Linked DNA regions of Sus scrofa: region 1 is linked to region 2. The links are chromatin contacts, called in public promoter capture Hi-C maps. All regions are on one chromosome and are shown on one strand. The core of a region is the stretch at or near the end of the contact, and the rest is flanking DNA. Distances in the headings are between cores, read along the strand shown.

Region 1 (7,270 bases), core at 2,220-4,719, 120 kb before region 2:
GTAAAACTAGGGTTGGACAACACCGGTGCCTCAGGTCCATGCTGGCTGAAGCCCCAGGAACACATCGGCCCTGGAGTGTCCACATCTTTGCTCCTGCCTGGAAGACACTCAGTATTTAGCTTCTGAGTATTTTAAACTATGTCCCCAGTACATGTCTCATTAAAAAGTGAATTATGACAAAGTTGTGAAATAAAGGTTTATATCTCTAGTTTGTAAACAGAGGGTGTGTGTACTCTTTTGAAGAGCATGAATGCTGCCCTGGGATCTTGCTGTTTGTCGTACGTGTAACGTAGTTTGAGTCCTGAACCTGACAAGCATTCACATGGAAAGGTCTGATGGGAACTCAGAGGTGCTTGTTTTTTAACGATGGCCTTCTTAACATCTCTGCTAAATATTTACTCTTATTTACCCAGCCCTCTCCTTGCTTGGTTGACAGGTAAAAGTTAAGAGCAACTTCTCTCTGGCATGGTCTGAAACAACAGCGGCATTATTTTCTAAAATTTCCCAAGAAAGGTAACATTTTGTGGCAGTGAGCGGCATATACAAAAAGCTATTTTTAGGTTTTGCTTTCTAGGTTAAAGTTGTAGCTAAATTAAGAATTAGTAGGAAGTATCTTGTATAAACTCAGACTTGACTCTGAGCCTAATTTCATCTTATGTTGGGAAATGTACCTTCTTTGAAGTGGCGCATCTTCCTGATGTAGTCATCATCATACAGCTTCACTGTAGCGAAACTGACTTGTCCTCATGATTGAGAGTTACTTTTGGGAAATGCAGTTTGAGAATTTCAGCGTTTTTCTTGAAAGGATTTATAGGAGAGTTTTAAAATCTGGCGCTCTCAAAAGGTCACATTAAATTTTGCACCTTGTACAGGAGGGCTGAGCTTGGGTTGCGGTGGGCACAGCATGGCTCCCTCCTCCCAGGGAGAGGGAGTGGTGCCCACTGCACGTGGTATTGAGAGCTGAATGGCACCACATACCCAGCACATAGGAATTGTCCAGAAATTGGTGGTTCTTATTTTTTCCACCAAGCTGGACTCTTCTCTACTGCAAAGTTCCAGTCATTCTCCCAGGCAGAGGATTCTATTCTGATGTCACTGTGAGGGGAGAAAAATTTTTTAACCCAGCCCTCATTTTGCCAGTAAGGAGCCAGGGCAGTGGTGTGTGGGCGGTGCCCAAGGTCACACTGCTGTGCTTTGTGTTTCTGAATATGTAGTGATGCTAACAACCCTGTGACCTACGGATGAGGCAAGTGGTGTTTTTCAAAAATGGGATGTGAGGCTGTTATCATATGGACATTCCGTATGGAGGCCAAAATGAAATTCCTGTCCTCTGTGGGCAGACCAGGAAAACAGGCAATGAAGACACGGTTCCTCTCCCTGCTTTGTGATGGTTTGGGAAGGAGCGGTTAGAAAGTCACCGTTTTCCCTGTGACAGGCCTTCGGAGGTCAGCACACAGCTCTGGAAGCACAAGCCTAACTGTCCGCAGCTTTGGAAACTGTCCCTGTTGTCCTGTTTGCTTGCTGGGGTATCTTAATTTCTCATCTTGGCTTCTATGCTGACACATGACCACCCCAAGGCCGTGGTCTGCCTGGCTTGTGTGCCCCTCAGCCTGTGCTGCCCCCACTGTCCTCTGAAGTGTGGGGTCCCAGGAGTGCAGCCTTAGCTGTCTCATCTCTCTTCTGCTTCCTGGGGCTTCAGTTATCTCATTTGAGCTCTGGACCCACGGAATGTCTCCATGCTCTCAGTACGTGTCTACGTGCTGGGACCCCACTGCACAGGTACATCAAATACCACTTCTGGCTCAGGTCGGAAACCTGGAGCCATTCTAGATTCCCTCTCCTCTTATTTCTGTGCCTTAAGTCCAATCCCTTGTCTCTAACCTGGACTGTTAAGACTGCTCTCCAATTGCTCTCCAAAATGTCCTTGTACTTTTCCATAGGGCCACAGAACACTCAAAACACTTTAGTCGTTTCCTTTTGTCATCTGTGAAGAACTTAAACTCCCTAGTGTGGCTACCAAGCAAGCCCTCCATGGTCCAGCCTCTGCTGCCTCTGACTGAACCCTTGGCCCCTGGACTCTGCATTCTCACCCGACCCAGCCGCCCTCCCTTGTTACAGGCAGCAAGTCCAACCCCCGGTCCTCCTTCCACTGTTGGAAAGTTCTGTCACACTGGTTTCCGTGTCTGCTGCCCACTGCACTGCAAACCTGAAGGCACCAGCATTACTCTAGGCACACAGTAACTGCTCTCTGTTTAATTAATGGAGAAATCAAAACAAGAAGAGCTGTTCTTTTTTTCCTGCATGATGGAGTGTTTTAGTCACTGATCTCTAGAGTGGCTGACCTGGGGCCTTGGCACCCAGGGTCGCACAAAGGCAGCTTACCTAAGCAGGTGTTCAGTCTCCCAGTGTCCTCAGTACACACGGCTCCTCTTCTGCTGTCTCTTGGGCCATGGCCTGGCTGAAGCAGCTGAACTGCTGCCACTTTGGGGCATTTGTCATGTCACTTTGCTGTGCCTTCAAGCTAAGACAGGCAATAGTTTGGGAGAGGAATCTGTATTCTCTCTGGCAGTGGCTGTACTGCAGTTTTCTGAGGTGCAGTCTGGACACCGTCCAAATGTAGGCTTGAGATGGAGTTCTAGGTGGTTAATGCTGTTTCACTAGTGTTGTTAGTAATTGGTCCGCGGTGCATACTGAAGGCTTATGTCAAACATTCAGGAAGCCTTTTAAGAGTGGCCAGGGAGTTGTTTGATACCCTGTCATGCCTTAAACAGACAGATCTTTAGCCTGGAAGATTCCCCATACTTAGCTCTAGGGAACTTTTTTAACAGCAGCCAAAAATTCGTAGCAGCTTTATAAAGCTAAATCAAGACTTTGTGGCCCATGCCTTAAAATTAGGGATTTTAGACCTCAGGAAATGCCAATGGAAGCTGAATTGGCCTTCACAAATTTGGCATTATAAAGGCTGATTCACACACGCGTTCTCTGGGAAGCGCAGGTCTTCCCTGTGGATCCTCTCATCTCTGCCTCTACCCCTGCTTGCGAGCCCCGTGGTGCAGCCGCGCACAAATCTGGCTGCTACCCCGTCGGCAAGACCACACAGACCCTGGGGAGGCGTGCTGCGGCCTGGGTGCTGGCCCAGGGCAATCAACTAGTAATTGTCGCCAGGCAGCCCTCGGCCTCTGCGAAGCTGGGTCCAATTTATAAAATAACATTTAAGGAATTTCGGATTAAATTACGAAACATTCTTCAAATTGGACACTTGTAAATGCCTCCGGGCGGTTTTAGCCCTACCCCCCACAAACCCACTATGGCTTTGGCACCCCTCCAGTCGCGCTCTCTTCCCTCGCCAAGGCTGCTGCATCCCAGCACACGCGGCCCTGGCCTCTTGGCGCGGTCCCCAGCCCTCCAGCTCCCTGGGTGGCCACCCCTAGGCCAGGGGGCGGAGCTGCGGCGGCGCAGGGAGGGCTGCGGGGGCGGGGCCGCGGGCGGGCAGCGCGGCCGGAGCGCGGGGAGCCGAGCGGCGGCCGGGCCGGCATGGCGTGGCCCTGCATCAGCCGCCTCTGCTGCCTGGCGCGGCGCTGGAACCAGCTGGACCGCTCCGACGTGGCCGTGCCATTGACCCTGCACAGCTATTCGGACCTCGAGATCGAGGAGCCGGGCCCGGGCAGTGCCGCCTCGCGCAAGTGCCCGTCCCCTGTGGGCGGCCGGGACCCCAGCCGGGACGTGCCGCTTACTCAGTACCAGCGGGACTTTGGCGTGTGGACAGCGCCCGCGGGGCCGAGAGATACAGCACAGGCTCGCAGGCCCGGGGCGGGCAGCCGCAGGGTCAAGCCCCCAGCGCCCCCTGGCCGGGGGGTGTATGTGCTCCCCATCGGAGATGCGGACGGAGCTGCAGCGGCGACCACGTCGTACAGGTGAGGGTCAGGGGAGCGCACGGTATCTGGGCCCCATGTCGGAGGGGTCTGAGCCCCGGGAGCCAGGAGCACCAGGGTGGTTAGGAGGGAGGAGGAGCCTGGAGCTCCCATCCCACACACAACTTAAGAGCTGCAGGCGGCCTCTGAGGTAATCCGCTTTGGTCCCTGGCACTGCCAGCGTCTCCTGTGCTCCCTGACCAGACTCACCTCGGTGGGGAGCTCACTGCCTCACTCGCTGGCTTCTCGGGCAGTCCTGTCAGAAATGCTTGCCCTCAACTGAGTTAAACCTGCTTCCCCTTAACTTCCACCAGGGGGGCCCAGCCATAGGAGAGGTGCGCGCAGTCCAGCTGCCTGAGCCAGTGTCTTCTGTTTGTGGTGAGGACCAAGTGCACGGCTTCCTAGTGGGTGGTCCCCTGGGGATCCCACTGAGTGACTGAGGGCAGGCCTATGTGTCCTCAGCTCTGGCCTGGACAACTGAGGGGTTTTGCCCTTCTTATTACAACAGTGATGTGTACTCACTGTAGAAAAATTTGAAATCACAGAAATTATTTTGTGTAGTGTAGAAAATGGGTTTACCCTTCATCCTACCCCAAACTGTTGTTTCTAATCCTTAATATGGATTGGAGTGCATATCTGTTTATAATTCTTCGATGGTTAGATTTGTACTGTACACTTTTTTCATGTCTTGTGTATATAGGTCTGTTACTAGATGTTCTTCTACAACATGAATTTTAATGAGTAGGCAGTATGTCCAAATACTAACCTACTCTCATGTCATTGAATGTTTAGGAATGTTTCTAATTTGGGCCTATTACAAACACTGTTCTTTTGATCTAGTTACTTCATTTCCAGAAATTTTCCCTACAGGTAACCCTGAACATAGGGTGGGAGCTAAGGAATATAAGGTATGTGTTAACACTGTACAGCAGAAAATGGAAACAGTTCCACTATCCTTTAATTATAGCGCTGCCATAGGATGGGCTCTGGGAAACCCAGAATGTCCTGATAGTAGATCTTCCATAGGTACCTGTCAAAAAAAGATGCAGAACCGTATGTCTGCTACTATTTGTGTTTTTAAAGGGGCTGAAATATACATAGCTGCTGAAATAAGTGTAAGATGCCTCTGCATGGATGCGTGAAAAAATGGTAATCTCGAGGGAGAGGAAGAAGGGGAAGGAGTTGTGGATGCTCCCTGGGGGTGGAAGGAGACTGAAGGACTTTTCCCTTTGCTCTTTTGAGCCACTGCTTCAAAAATATGTTTATTACCTTTAACAAAATTTTTTTAGAGAAAAATAATTTCTATGATAAGCATTCTTTGCTTATACCAGTCTTTGCTTATACCATAATTTCTTTAGTATAAATTCCTACCTGTGGAATTAAAGACCAAAAGGTATGAACTTTTCCCTATAATTTTATTACTTTTAAAAAGCAACTGTTAAAAAAAAAAAAAGGCAAATGTATTGAGGTAAAATTTCCATCCATTATAAGTATACAGCTGGGCATCACTACCATAATCAAGACAGGTGGAACATTCCATCTCCCAGAGGTGCCTTCATGGACATGCAGGTTTTAAGGAATTCAGTGGGAGTGACTGTTGCAGGGTGAGGCCTGTGTTCAGGGATGTGTGCTCAAACTGAGCTGCAGAAACGCAGGCAAGGACATTGGGTGGAACAAACACTGAGCCACAGTGCCAGGCCCTAGGCAGGCAGTGGACAGTGCTAACTGATGCATGACCAGACCCTGAACCAGCTGCAGTGGCCTGAGTGGTGATGGGTCTCAAAGGCCAGAAGTCCTGAGTGTGCAGCACCCTCAAATGTGCAGACCCAGGGCAGAGCTGGCAGGGAGAAGGCTTCAGCTTAAGGAAGGGAAGCGCTTTCTAATAACTAGGATTGAGTGTGATGGGTGAGCCTCGCCTGGTGCTGAGCTGCTCACTGGGAGTGTCCAGTGAAGGCTGAGCTTTTAGAAGCAGTCCCTCACCTTTGATGAGCAGATGGCAGATTGAAATGTCTTGCTGGTCCTTCCAGCTCAAGTGATACTAAAGGTACTAGTTAATACTCTTTGGTTAGCATGAGCCAGGCACCAGGCTTCGGGGTTCCCATGTATTGTCTCCCGAAGATGCACACTAACCCTCTGGGATCAGTTCAGTTCTTGCTGTTCCCACTCTACAGATGAGCAACCTGAGTGGCTGTTGTGAGCTCACGCAGAGCAGAGCAGAGTGGAATCTGAGTGTGTCTTACCTAGAGGCTAAACTGATGCCCCCAACAGGTTATCATCCCCTAAGATGCTGCCGCCTCTGGATCAGGCAGTTCCTTGATCAGGGGTGAGCAGATATCGACAAGCGTTGGGACACACTGAGCTCTTAGCTCTCACTCCTGGTGTCTAAGCTTGGTGGATCTCTTGTCCCTCTGACCCTTTCCTCATTTGTAAAGCAGAAATAGTAAGAGCTGGGCTGCCTGGCAGAGACACAGGTCACTGCTGAACTTGGCTCCCCCAGCACCATGCCAGCTGACTTCTGGGACCCTCTACCTCCTGGCTCTACTACTGACATGAGCGACTCCATCCCGCTTGCCTTCTTGAAAGATGCTCACAGGGAACCTAAGAGATCATAGTACTGTGGCTACTTTTCTTCACCCCAGCAGTTCCTTCCTTGCCAGGGCCCTGGTCTCCAGGTGAGAACTGACCTGCCTCACTCGCTCAGCCAGATGGGCAGCGGGGTCCTGCCCACTGCCAGCCTGGGACTCTCCTCCTGACCAGTTCCTTCTAGAGTCTCCCCCTCCAGAACTCTAGCTTCTCCCACTTCTGGACGATCTCCTTCCTCAGTCATCTTCCTCCCTCCTTCCTGGGTTGAGTCAGTTAAAGGGCTAATAGTCAAAGTGCCAGACTTAACTCCCTCTTTTCCAACTGTCCAACTTGAAAGCTCAGGGAAGTTAAGCGATTTGCTTGAAGCCGTTTTGGGCTGACAACCCAGGCCCAGGATCCTCAGTCTATGATACCCTGAGTGGTCCTCTGCCTCTCGGTGGGAGGGACTGTGGCCCTCAGAGTCCAGCTGAGGCTCCCATGAGGTGGATGATAGTGGAGTCTGCTTGGTGGGGGGAGGCACAGTGAACTTGGCTAGTCCGGTATTTTTATTATCTCATGTAGAGCCATGAGTCTGCCTGCTTCCTCTTCTGGGCAGTTACCAGGCCCTGTCTGCAGTGTCCCTTCTCCATCCCCACTGTAGTATCTCCCCTGCTCCTAGCTCTAGTACCAGCCCTGCCCCAGGAGCAGCCACAGGCACTGCTCTAGCTCCTGGCTCTGGTTGCCTCCTGCTCTGGGACCCCCTGCAACCACCCTGAGGTAGCAGGCTTGGGCTGCCT
Region 2 (6,899 bases), core at 2,694-5,193:
AAAAAAAAATTTGCAAATAAAAAAAAAGAAAATATTTGCAAATCATATATTTGAAAAGGGATTAATACCCAAACATAGAATTACTAAAACTCAACAACAACTCAGTTCTGGAGTTCCTGCTGTGGTGCAACAAAATGAGCAGCATCTCTGTAGTACTGGGATGCAGGTTTGATCCCCCACCCAGCACACTGGGTTAAGGGTACTGTGTTGCCACAGCTGCAGTGTAAACTCAGTTCTGACCCCATATGCCATGGGGTGGCTGAAAAAGAAAAAAAAAAAAAAAAAAAAAAACCCTCCATTCAAAAATGGGCAAGGAAGTTCCCACTGTGGCACTGTGGGTTAAGAATCCAACTACGGCAACTCAGATCAATGTGATGGTGTGGGTTTAATCCCCAGCCTGGAAACTTTCATTTGCTGCAGGTGCTGCAATTAAAAAATTTTTTAATTTTTTAAAAAAATGGGCAAGGGACTTGAATTAACATTTTTCCAAAGAAGATATACAAATGGCCAATAAGCACATGAAAAGGTACTATCACTAATATTAGCAAAGTGCAAATCAAAAACACCTCACACATTATGATGGCTGCTATTAAAAAAAAAAAAACCAAAGGAGTTCCCATCGTGGCGCAGTGGTTAACGAATCCGACTAGGAACCATGAGATTTCAGGTTCGATCCCTGGCCTTGCTCAGTGGGTTAAGGATCCGGCATTGCCGTGAGCTCTGGTGTAGGTCACAGACTTGGCTAGGATCCCATGTTGCTGTGGCTGTGGCATAGGCCAGCGGCTGCAGCTCCAATTAGACTATTAGCCTGGGAACTTCCATATGCCTCAGGTGCAGCCCTAAAAGAAGAAAAAAAAGACCAGGAAAAAAAAAAGACAAATACTGTCTGATCCCACTTATATGAGGTTATTGAGAGTAGTCAAAATCAGGGACAGAAAGTAGAATGGTGATTGCTACAGGTTGGGGGTAAGAGGAAAATAGAAAGTAATTGCCTGGAGTTCCCGTCGTGGCGCAGTGGTTAACGAATCCGACTAGGAACCATGAGGTTGCGGGTTCGATCCCTGCCCTATGCTCAGTGGGTTAACGATCCGGCGTTGCCGTGAGCTGTGGTGTAGGTTGCAGACGCGGCTCGGATCCCGCGTTGCTGTGGCTCTGGCGTAGGCCGGTGGCTACAGCTCCGATTCAACCCCTAGCCTGGGAACCTCCATATGCTGCGGGAGTGGCCCAAGAAATAGCAACAACAACAACAAAAAAGACAAAAAAAAAAAAAAAAGAAAGTAATTGCCTAATGGATATAGAATTTCAGTTTTATATGATGAAAAGACTTGTAGAGATAGACACAACATTATGAATGTATTTAATCCCACTGAACTGTATATTTAAAAATGGTTATGGTGGTAAATTTTATGTTATGCGGATTTTACTACAATTGAAAAAAGTATATGTAAGAGTTAAATGATAAGTATGGTATTAACCATGTCCTTCTTGATGGAACATATGTAATAAATTAATTTATTCCCAGGGAATGGAGGGAGAGGAGGACACACGAGGAAAATTCTGTGAGCGCTATCAAGCCACATATTTTTAGAATCTACGGAACTCCTGACAAGAGAAAATCAATGAGTTAGAAAAATGACAAACACAAATATACGCAGATGATAGGATCAGAAATCCACAAATGGCCAATAACCATGAAAAAAATGTTCAAACATACTAGGAATTAGGGAATGAAACAAGCAAGCCACCATTTTTCATCTATCAAATTTAGTATGGGTGGAGATGAAAATAAGGTGTCTTCAACAAGGGCCATTTGTTTCTAATTCATCCTCACTGTCTTCATTTCCTCTTGTCCATTCAATTATTCCAATCTGTTTACACCTCCCACTTCTAGAACTCCGGATAGTAATACCAATGTCCAAACTAATAACATCCAATTGAGTATCTCATTAAAAATTTCATTGGCATTGACAGAGCAAGTCTCCATCTTCCAGAAGTTCTCTCGTGGCTTCCATGACACCAGTCTCCTGCTTTTCCTCTTATGCCACTGGCTGTTTCTTCTGTCCTGTGCTCAATCTTCTTCCTCAACAAGACCTCCAAGCATTAGAGTGCCTAAGCCTCACTCAATTTTCACTTCTCTACCTACACTCTTTCCCTAAGTTATCTCCTATAGTCCCATAATTTTGAATATTGTCTATATACTGAGTACTCTGCCAATCTTTTTTATCTCCAGCTCTAGGCTTTCTCTTGTGGGAGCACCAAACCTGCACGTCCAACTGCCTCAACATACCTACTTCATATTTAGTATACATTCCAAATTTAATAACCCCCAAATGGAACTCATGGTCTCCCCCACCTCAAATTTCTCTTCTCCATTCTTCTCAGTAAATGCCTCCATCTACTCATAGTTGCTCAAAACAATTATCAAAAAGCAGAGTTCTCCCTTTCCCTCACCAATCCATTTCCAAGTCTTGTTCATTCTACCTCGAGAATATCTGTTAATCATTCTACTCTCCTCCATCTCCACCTCCACGGACCTAGTCCAAGGTACTGTAAACTAACTGATCGCCTAGCTTCCACTTTTGCCCTCTTTCTCGGTAGTCAGATTATGCTACTTGCCTTAAAATCTTCAAAGGTTCTCATAAAAACCCAAATCCTAAAAACAGCCTCCCTCACCTGCTCCTATCTTAGAACATTTACAGCCAAATATATGCATGCAGTGATAATATCTCTAGACAGTAAAAACAAGGGTACTTTTCCTCACTTTCTTGCCTGTGTTTTTAAATTTTTCTATGATGAATACGTGCTCCCTGCTTATTAAGAGCAAATTATATTGCTGAACACTACATGCTATTACATCACATTTTACATGTTAATGAGAAAAGGGAATGGAAAATTGTAGTTAAAACTCCTTAACTGTTATAAGCTTAAAAGAAAATACTAGCAAACATATATCAAAACTCTAAGAATGATGTGTCAGGGCTGTAGAATTACTGGTGATATTTTCCTCCTCTACTTGCTATTTTTGTTAACATAATTACTTTCATAATAGAAAAAAAAAAAAGAAAAAGGTTATAATACAAACCTCATTGTTTCCTGCAATCTGGCCACAACCCACCAAACCAGCCTTTCTTCCGAGTACTCATTTTCCCAAGCCTTCCACTCCAACCCCGCACTGTCTCACACCTTTGGTGCTTTAAACTCGGGCATCATCCCCGGAATATCCTCCAACCTTTTTACATCCTGTTCATCCTTCACGGTGGAGGGGAACAGTAGGGAAGGCGACAGGTTGGAGAGAGATTCCAGGATTCTTGCTAATAAATCCACAACTTGCTTGTCCTGGGGCCAAATCTCATCCCCAATCCCATCACAGGCCACCGCGTTTAACACCCTAAAAGCTCCGGCCACTGGGGCTCAAGGGACCGCTATCCCCTGAGACAGTACGGTGCCGCTAAGAAAAAGATATCTCCACACACCCAAATTCCGGGTTCCCGCTTCGGAGACGCCTCCGCCGCACACACTCATCCGGACCCAACCTCCTCCTCCGGATCCTCTCCCCGCCAGTCACCCGCCCCCTCCTTCCCCTCAGCCGGGGGCGGGGGGCGCGGCGGAGTGGGGGAGGGGCACGCACGTGCCCGCGCCGCCCCCGCCCAGACAATGCCCCGGAGAGCGGAGCGCGCGCAAGGCGGTCCCATCCTGCTCCCGCCAACACTCACCCTTTTTCCGGGTCTCCGGCTGAAGCGCAGGCCCCGCCGGGCACCGCGAGAGGGCACGGGGGAGGGGAGGGGGCAGGTCAAGCCCCCGAGGAGCCGCCCCGCCACGAGGCCCCGGCGACCCCAGAACCCGAGGAAGCACACGGCTCGGTGGAGCCCGCCCGGCCCGTTTGGCTCGCACGTCACCAGCAGGGGCGGGGCGGGGCGCGCGCTGCGGCGGCGGCAGCGGCGGCGGCGCGCGCGGTTCCGGAGGCGGAGCTCGCAGGGTTATGGGCGGGGCCGGCGCCGCGGCGGAGCTGGAGCTGACCCAGACTCTCACCCCGCCGCCGCCGCACAGCCCTGCTCGGCACTGCCCCGCGCGGCCACTCTGTCTGGGGAGAATAGTCACGGGTTCTGGTAAAGGCATCACCGTGTATCATTTTACTCCTTAGAGGAAGATAGCGAGTTTCAGCCCAAAGACAGAATATTCGTTCTCCCGGCAATTATGAAGCTAACATAGCAGTAACAGCAGTAGCTATGATTTGTGTGTGTGCTTGTACCAAGCTTTGTGCTAGATATACAAATAGCTATAGTTGTTAACCTATTTTACAGATGCAGAAACTGAGTCTGGGAAAGGTGAGGACTTATCTGGGTCATACAACTAGTAACAATCCATAAAGTATTGTTTGCCGCTTAAATATCTCTTAAGCGCAACCTTGCCTTGTCCTCTCTCTGTCCTACCCTGCCATAGACCCCATCATCTCCCCTCCTGAGGATTCTGTAGCCTCCCATTTGGTCTCCAGAGATTTGTTTCTGTCCCCTTCAATCTATTCTCACTATGTAAAGATTTATCGTTGGATTTACCAAGGTTTAGAGGGAGTTCGCTTTATATATTTTTTTTACTTATGTATATGTTATCAATTTTTGGATGTATTTAATGTTTAATAAAAATGTTTTAAAGGATTTACTCCTGTGTCTCCAATAGCAAGCCCAGTGCACTGCACATAATGCGCACTCAAAAGCTTTTTTTTACATTTTTTAATTATAGTTGGTTTACAATTTTGTGCCAATTTCTGTTGTACAGCAAAGTGACCTAGATATATATATATATACACACATATATATACACATTCTTTTTCTCATATCATCCTCCATCATGTTCTAACCCCAGAGATTGGACTCAGTTCCCTGTGTCATACGGTAAGACTTTTCACTGCCTATCCATTCTAAATGTAATAGTTTGCATCTACTAACCCCAAACTCCCTGTCTATCTCATTCTCTCCTCTCCTTGGCAACCACAAGTCTGTTCTTCATGTCCTGAGCCTGTTTCTGTTCTATAGATAGGTTCATTTTGCCACATATTAGATTCCACATACAAGTGGTAGATGGTATTTGTCTTTCTCTTTCTGACTTCACTTAGTATGAGAATCTCTAGTTGCATACATGTTGCTGAAAATGGCATTATCTTGGTCTTTTTATGGCTAAGTAGTATTCCATTGTGTATATGTACCTCATCTTAATCCATTCATCTGTCGATGGACATTTAGGTTGTTTCCATGTTTTGGCTATTTTCAGTAGTGCTGCTGTGAACATATGGGTGTATCTTTTTGAATTGTAGTTTTGTCTGGATATATGCCCAGGAGTGGGATTGCTATATCATATGGCAGTTTTATATTTAGTTTTCTGAGGAGTATTTGTTTTTCTTTAAATCCCACCCCCCCCGCCTTTTTTGGCTGCACTTCGGCTTATGGAAGTTCCCAGACAAGCTGCAGCTGTAACATAGGCCACAGTTGTGGCACTGCATCCTTAACCCACTGTATTAACCCAATGGATCCTTAACCCACTAAACTCACTTAACCCATTGCACCTGGCCAGGGTTTGCGCCCACACCTTATCATCGACCCAAGCCACCACAAAGACAATATTAGATCCTTAACCCACTGTGCCATATCTGGAACTGCTCAAAAAGTATTTGTTGAATGCATGGGTAGATGAAGAGCTGGGCCAGGAACTTACTCCTAAGCCCTCCATGATAAGGGAATAGAGGGGTTTATAAATGTCACTCTTGGCCTCCTAACTTTCAGGTCTTCTAGGGGTAAAGACAGATTAGCTATAATTGGTTCAACAAATTTTTATTGTTTCTATTCTGTGTCCTGGCACTCTGTGCCAGCACTATATTAGATACTTGGGTCAGAAATGAACAAAACGGTTCCTGAACTTGTGAAATTTGCAGTCAGTCCAATCTGAAAGGCCAGGAAATGACTCCCTGAGCCTTAAGCTAAAACCCAGAGAGAGACTAGAAATTGGAGAGATAAAAATAAATTTCATGGAGGAAGAGGTAGGGTAAGTAGTCAGCCTGAGTGTCTGTGTTGTCCTACTTTGGGGCTTTAACCCTGGACATATCCAGCTAAGTATGGAGGAGACTAGAAGCCCACTTCCCCTGGCCCAGCTTAGAAGGGTGCCCAATTCTAGCAGAAGTCTCACTTTGATTAGAGCTCAGGAGCAGACAGTAGCATTAGGGAGAAAGAGGAATCTGAGGTAGTGTTGCTGCATGTCCATGATTTGAGGATGGTGTGCCAGAAACCCAGACTTCTCTGTATGACTTCTGCCAGGAAAGCAGAAAGTAGCATGGTTGAGAGCCATGGCCAGGGCAGTGGGTACTCTGCCAGGGGCCAGGTGATCCTAAACCAGAGGTCAGGCCTTGTGGTGGATTAATTAGCAGGGAATAGCTAGAAAATGTGGCCAATACCCCAAGGATGGCCAGCACTGAAATGCCCAGCAAGAGCCAAAGTGCCCCCAAGTCAGGTCATAAGAGGAAAAGGGATGGAGGAGTGAGGGTGGGAGGTGAGACATCAGACTCTCAAGGTGCTAAAGCAACATATCATGAGCTTACCAGCCAACAACCTGAACACCTTATACCACCAGGGCCCTGGTGACTAGGAGTGACTAGGCACATGGCTGGAGAGGCCAGGGAGACCCAGGCTAACAGCTCAGAGCTCTGCACACAGATCTGAGACCCCTCTGGCCACTGCCTCAAATCTTCCCTTTGATCCTGCAGACCATCTTGGGAAGGGATGGGAGTGGGGAGGGGAAAGTTCTGATAGGACTGCAATTTTGTTCTTTTTTTTTTTTTTTAATCTTTTTGCCTTTTCTAGAGCCGCTCCTGGGGCATATGGAGGTTCCCAGGCTAGGGGTCTATTTGGAGCTGT

What was found. Promoter capture Hi-C pulls out the DNA fragments that hold promoters and counts their contacts.
Region 1: a promoter capture Hi-C map of liver shows a contact between it and region 2, with 4 times the contacts expected there. The contact joins the promoter of MAP6D1 here to the promoter of YEATS2 in region 2. A contact is called at or near these places in 2 of 5 promoter capture datasets (fetal liver and liver) and 2 of 47 Hi-C or Micro-C datasets (embryonic fibroblasts and liver).

What each region holds. Positions count from the first base shown.
Region 1 is chr13:121,751,681-121,758,950 of Sscrofa11.1, reverse strand. MAP6D1 (MAP6 domain-containing protein 1) reads left to right here and starts at 3,469. Exons shown (of 6, transcript XM_021069929.1): 1 at 3,469-3,914. The coding sequence starts at 3,535. It overlaps PARL (presenilins-associated rhomboid-like protein, mitochondrial), which reads left to right. Exons shown (of 10, transcript XM_021069926.1): 10 at 1-217. The coding sequence ends at 4.
Region 2 is chr13:121,634,867-121,641,765 of Sscrofa11.1, reverse strand. YEATS2 (YEATS domain-containing protein 2) reads right to left here and starts at 3,943. Exons shown (of 31, transcript XM_021069912.1): 1 at 3,714-3,943.